2 separate regions of the Danio rerio genome follow, and region 1 is linked to region 2. A link is a contact called in public HiChIP or PLAC-seq data. All regions are on one chromosome and are shown on one strand. Each heading gives the region's core, a stretch centred on a gene start, on an enhancer-like site or on the middle of the called end of the contact. The rest is flanking DNA. Distances are from core to core; before and after follow the strand shown.

Evidence for each region. HiChIP or PLAC-seq counts read pairs in DNA pulled down with a chosen protein or histone mark.
Region 1: a contact with region 2 is called in an H3K4me3 HiChIP or PLAC-seq map of embryo, with 2.7 times the contacts expected there. The contact joins the promoter of ell2 here to the promoter of cast in region 2.

Annotation. Positions count from the first base shown.
Region 1 is chr21:13,118,424-13,121,727 of GRCz12tu, reverse strand. ell2 (elongation factor for RNA polymerase II 2) reads right to left here and starts at 1,793. Exons shown (of 12, transcript NM_001083812.2): 1 at 1,605-1,793. The coding sequence starts at 1,736. The region is part of intron 5 of gtf3c5 (general transcription factor IIIC, polypeptide 5); the gene reads right to left. All of the region lies in intron 2 of LOC141379995 (a long non-coding RNA gene), which reads left to right.
Region 2 is chr21:13,023,481-13,026,682 of GRCz12tu, reverse strand. cast (calpastatin) reads left to right here and starts at 1,474. Exons shown (of 30, transcript NM_001130591.2): 1 at 1,474-1,543; 2 at 2,149-2,205. The coding sequence starts at 1,514. The region is part of intron 5 of gtf3c5 (general transcription factor IIIC, polypeptide 5); the gene reads right to left.

The sequences.
Region 1 (3,304 bases), core at 544-3,043, 95 kb before region 2:
TCCTAATCAACAAAGGCAAACAGTGCCAGTGTAAAGCAGCCAGGAACTCGATGGATTACTAAGCTAAATTTAGTGTTAAACAGGCCTCAAGGTCCAACTTCACTCTTTTGAGAGTAATATTTGTTTAAAATAAATGGGTTGGTGACCGTCCAACCATACACAACCCATATCAAATCTTGGGCCTAAATATTAATCAGGATTTGGCCTTGTGGGATAGAACGAACCATCTCTATGAACCCGGTGAACAGTTTTTTTTTCTTCTTTTTTACAACGGGCCAGCTGTAGCTTTAAGTCAAACACTGCCTCGTAAGCACTTTGAGCAGCGTAGAGCTTTAAAAAAATCCAGACAATGCAGCTCTTCATTGAAGCTGCCTGATTTCTCCTAGTAAGCCAATAGAAACTCTTTCAGGCTTTTGAAATGATAGAAATGTCCAGAAGGTCTTTTCTGTTTTATCAATTTCCTCTTCTTTTTCATATATTCATAACACTTTTACAAATATGACTCACAAATTGTACCACCGATGGCTTGAATGACCTGAATAGAAATGATCACACACGTCCACTGTGGTCAAAAAGTTTATCAAAACTACATGAAGATGGAGGATGATTAGTGCACTATTAAAACTGTGTAAGAAAAAGTAATGGGTAATTCCCCCACTTACTCACAGAGCATACATCAGAATAAAAAAATCTCCTTTTTGCACAATAATAAAATCCTTCAACTTTATTTTAAGATCACTATAGATGCTTAGCACATGATAAAAGGCGATTATGACATAAAACTTTAGTTTATCTTAATAAAGCACATTAAACTCCTCAGGTGTGAGTCCTCTAAGCTAACTAGCTAACAGAGTAACCATATTTAGCCGTTAATTAGACAAACTAACACGTTTTTTGATATTTTGCTAATCTAAAACATGTTTATTTGGATAAAGAGTGATGAAAATACAACAAAAGACAAACATATCGCCACACTTATGAACTTAACCACTGTTGGAGGTCTGCCAGCTAGTAACATTAGCCATGCTATCAGCTAGCTCAGCAAACTTTAATTTTCGTGTATCCGGAAGACTTTTTCTTACGTTACACGGAAAATTGTGTTTAATGAGTCTGTCAGCTAACTGAAATGATTAAAATGTCGAAATGACAGGAAGCACAGTCGACGATATTCGTCTGTAGAGAAAGTTTTCTCTAATCATTAGCATTGTAGCGGATCGTCGAAGATAAAACAGTAAAACAGAAAAATAACAAAATAATTTCGCTTTAGCCCGGCTAATAAAAGCTCTTGCGATCCCTCGGGTTTTTAAAATGTTAAAAATTAAACATGCGTGTCTATTAGGGTTAAAATTACAGGGAGAGAATTCATAGCAAGTAATGGTGTGTTGGCATAATGTTCTAACCATACTGTCCAGTTTTCTTTATATAAAAAAACAACTTTCTATCAATTCCAGTAGGACATTAACCAACTGAGAACCTTTATCAAGTTTTTAAGAGAATTTGCATTATCTGAAGAGCAATAAATCATTATTCGACCTTTTTTTTTGGCCGAGCAAGCTGTCGCTTTTCCTATCTCTCTATAAAACTGTAAGTTTCCCATCACTCACCTTACAGTTTTGGTAGCTTTCTAGCGCTTTAAAGGCTGATTCTGTCAATTTGACATGTAAAACTGATATTTTGTCGCTCTTGCGGCCACAATTGAGTCCATATGTGCCATCCTCGCAGAGAGCTGCCATCATCTTCACCAGCCCTCCACCATAGTCCCTCTGACATACGTGCAAACTCTCTCTCTCTCTCTAATGCGGACAGAGGGAGGGACTGAACACAAATAAGTCCTTTCTGCTACTGGTAGAAAGTTAGGAGACTAGCCGGGTCTTTTTCTCTCTGTAATACTATTGTAGCCTAGGTTCAAATGTTTGGCTTTAGATTTTATAGTGTGTTGCGTTGATCTAAACGAAAGAAATAAGTTTTTAAAAGTTTCAATTATTGATAGATATATTGATCAATTTGTTGATATGGGTTTTAATTAATTGATTATGGTTCAATAATCATGACCATCTGTTTATTGGTTTACTGTGTCAGTTTCACTTGAAGATTAGTTTCTTCTATTGGAAGTTATTTAGAAAAATGTTGAAAACTAGTAACCGTTGACTTCCTTAGCATTTGTTTTTACTGTAGAAGTACGTTTTAAACAGTTTGTAAAATTATTCAGAATATTTACTTTTGTGTTCAGCAGAAATAAAATAAAAAAACTCATACAGGTTTGGAACTACATTAGGGTGAGTAAATGATGAGTAAATGATGAGAACATTTTCATTTTTAGGTGAACTGTCCCTTTACTTAGCTAATAAAAACAGCTTAAACCAGCGTAAGCTGGTTGACTGGTTTCAGTTGGTTGGCCAGCCTGGTTTTAAAGGGGTTTTGGTCATTTCCAGTCTGGTCTGGACCAACTAAAACCATCTTGACCAGCCTGGTTTAAGCTGGACATTTCTGACTTGGTTGCCAGCCTGGCTAAGCTGGTCAAGCTGGTTTTAGCTGACCAGACTGGAAATGGCTGGAAATCAGCCTGGAATTGTCCAAACCCCTCTAAACGCAGACTGGGACTAAACGCAGACCAGCTAAAACCAGCTAACCAGCCTAGACTAGTTTGGCTCTGCAGTGAGTACCACATGGTTTTTTAGCAGGATAAGTATTGTATATTTACTTATGCTTGCATCAAAAATGTTATTAATATTACAAAAGTTGCTTTGGCCTCTAATTGAGATAGGATAAGTTTAAGTTGAAATAATAAAATTACTAAAAATATATAATATTAAAACACACAAGTAAAATGAGTAAATTGACATTTTTAGGTGAATTATCTCTTTTAGAATTGTATATTTGTTTACAATTGCATCAAAAAAAATTTAAAATATAACAAATGTTTCCTTGGCTACTAATTGAGATTTAATAAGTTTAACTTGAAATTCTACATTTAAAAAATAGGGTAATTAGTGCAAAACATGTTTACCACTAAGCAAAATATATTTAAAAAGACACAAACTTCATGAAAGTAAAATTAATCAATTTATTTTCCTTCGGGCTTGTCCCATATAATCTGGAGTAACAGCAGCGGAATGAACCGCCATATTATCCAGGATATATTTTACACAGCAGATGCCCTTCCAGCTGCAACCCAGCACTGGGAAACACCCAAACACTCTCACATTTACACACATGCATTACAGCCAATTTCGTTTATTTAATTCACATAGTGCATGTCTGTGGGCTGTGGGGGAAAGCGGAGCACAGTATAGATTCTGAAATA
Region 2 (3,202 bases), core at 225-2,724:
GCAAGAACAGAGAACGCGTCCTGTGAGAAATGAGATGCTGCGTTGTTCCTGATAGTCACATGACCTTCAAGTGTTTTTAATGGAAAATTATTTAAACATTACAGCATTCATACAGGGATTTATTGTTTTTCCCCTTTTTAAAATATATACTATGCATAAAAACATTATAAATATACGTTGCACAATACAAATAAAATAGATTTTAATACGAATTTCAGCAAATAAACACCCTTAATGTGTTTATTCCTTTATTAAGATGTCCATGGTAATGTTTATATTCACCATCTCATTTAGGGAAACTCCTGAGGTAAATAAGTCATGTCTCTGAACTTTTATTATAAATCTATTTAAAATGCTGCACTTCCCACCTCCAGTCACAATGACTTCTGGGACTTCTAGAGCGAGATCGGTGCCAAGTCTGCATCGGTGTGTCCTCAATATCAAGAACACATCCGGGAAGTTTAACGCATACTCTGTTCTTGCGGTCTAGAGTATTGGAACTGAACTTTGGCAGCTGATGATGACAATACACGAGGATGCAAGACTGAATGCATATTAAGAAACAGCCACTATTTACACTACAAAATGGCGTAAAATAGTGCATGAGTATGCAATTTGAGACACTCCTCTGTTTTCGTATGAGTCGTTCTTTTTAGTTAACGTTACCTCACATATGAATCACTCGAAGCAGTTATTGAATTCATTTGACTCGCCTATGAACACTTTTACCAATATCTTCATATCCATAGTAATTTATAAACTTTGAGTTTGATTTTTCCTTTTCCTTCGGAATTTTCCGTTTTTTTCTTTTTTAGTTGCTCAACCAATTTCCGGTTTCTGTAAAACATGTCATCACTTCCCGCCAAATTACGTGTTTTTTAAACGCTATTTTACTACGGAAGCCTTCAACCGACTACCAGGATGAGCGTCACGTGCAGATAGTTATCAAAAGGTAGGATTTATGTACACAAACCTATGGCATTACGAGCAAAATAATGTGTTTTGTTTTAGGCCTATCTGTTTGGTTAAATGTTTTGTACTATAGCAGTGCGCAGGTTCAAAGGCTTTTTGAAGCAAAACTCTCACATTATGCTCTTTTAGCATATGCCACTACAAAGAAGCCTTATCTTTGTATTTGCGTTTCAATTAAAGTAGCCTACCTGGTTTAGAAACATAGAAAACACACCTAAATAACCAGAGTTGCGCAATCACTACTAAAGAATGCTTGTGTTGTAAGTCCTGACTGTAATTGCGCCTCTGCATATTTTTTTAAATGCGCAATGCAAATTGAGCTTCGCTTCACATTGCTATGCAATGCAAAAGAGCACACTTGCAAGATAAACCGCCCGATCGTATATTTACTGTAATTATCGGTGCAGTCCTGGTACCCATGCACACTCGCGGGAGTGGCTTTATCTGAGAAAAAAGACAGCAGCATACCTCAGTTGAATGAAAGAAGCTGGCGAGCTCGAGTCGAGGGGGACTTAAGCAAACTTTCTATCCTTCACGCACCATGGCGTACGCAATGTATTGGGCGCGCAACGTAAGTAGATCCTCCACATGTTTTTGAGCTGCACAACTTGTTTAACTTTCGATATAAAGGAGGAGTAGTGGATAAAGCAGGGTCTTGACAAATGTAAACACTTCATGATTAGTTTGGTCTTTGTACATTCTTAGTGATAAAATAATAAGAGTAAAATAAAAACAATATTAGATGTTGGGCGTTGTCTGATTCAGTGTAATGAATGAGGTTTTATTGCGTTTGTTTGGAGTACAAAAGTGTGTTTTGGTTTGCAATTGTAGAAAAAAAAGCTAAGAGAATTTAAAGAATGCAATGACTTGTAGGCTAAAAAAAACTGAGTTGGATCATAAAAAAACTACACAAAATAAAAGTCACCCTAATATATTTTTTTATATACATTCTAAACATTCTGGACAATCTAAGATTTAAGTTAAATGAAGTAGATAAATGAACTAGAATATTCGCTCAAGGGTGTTCAGTTATGATTTAGAGCAGACACAATATAGTATTTAGATTTACTGTAATGTTTAGTCATAATTCTTGGTGTAGTGGTGACATGTCAGACCCTTGGGTTATTGTAAATTTTGTCAGGGTGTTTAATCTTTTCTCTCTCTTTGTCTTTCTAGAATGGAGACACTTCATTTCAAAAACAAGAATACGCTCCACAGACATCAAGGTTCATGGTAAGTGATTTTTATTTTAAATGGGTTTTTTTTGAGTAATTGAATTCAGATTGCTGACATAAGCTCCCTTTATTCTTGATATTTGAATTAAATTTGGAAGTATGGAAAGTAAATTTTAGTTTTTAAAAAAAATGGAAAGAACTGGGTTGAAATGACCCATGAGTTTAACGTTTACAAAGTTAATGTTATTAAATAAAAGCATCGGGTAGACTTAAATAACTAGGGGGAAAATCACTGATTTGTTTTAAATAATTTCATACAGGAAATTTCATTCAGGAGCAGACAATACCTCCTGTTATTCTTGAAAATTCAAATAAAATGTATTAAAATAAGATTTCTAATGCTGTCTAGGTAAAAAAAGTTAATTTCTGTTTTTAAAAAATGGAAAGAACTGAGTTGAAACTGCTCATTGTGAGTGTAACTTTACAAAATTAAAGTAATTAAATAATAAAAAACATCAGTTAGTCTTAAATGACAAGTGGAAAATGACTATGGAGATCCAAATTTATTTTTGTAATGACCCTCTTTAAGAAATCTGCTCAATTAATTCCATCAGAAATATATTTTCCATTAAAAATGAAAAGCACTTTCGCCTCACAGCAAGAAGGTCGTTGATTTGAGTCCGGGCTTGGTCAGCTGACATTTCTGTGTGAAGTTTGCATGTTCTCCCCGTGTTGGTGTGGGTTTCCTCCAGGTGCTCCAGTTTCCCTCACAGTCCAGAGGCATGCGCTATAGGTGAATTTGGTAAGCTAAATTGTCAGTGGTGTATGTATGTGAATGAGAGTGTATGGGTGTTTCCCAGTAATGGGTTGCAGCTGGAAGGGCATCCACTGTGTAAAACATATGCTGGATAAGTTGGCGGTTTATTTTGCTGTGGCGACCTATGATAAATAAGGGATTAAGCAGAAGGAAAATGAATGAATGAAGATTTTCTTTTAGTCTTACCTTCTTCATAGAGCATTGACACCATCTAGTGGACTATGAAAATCATTGCCAG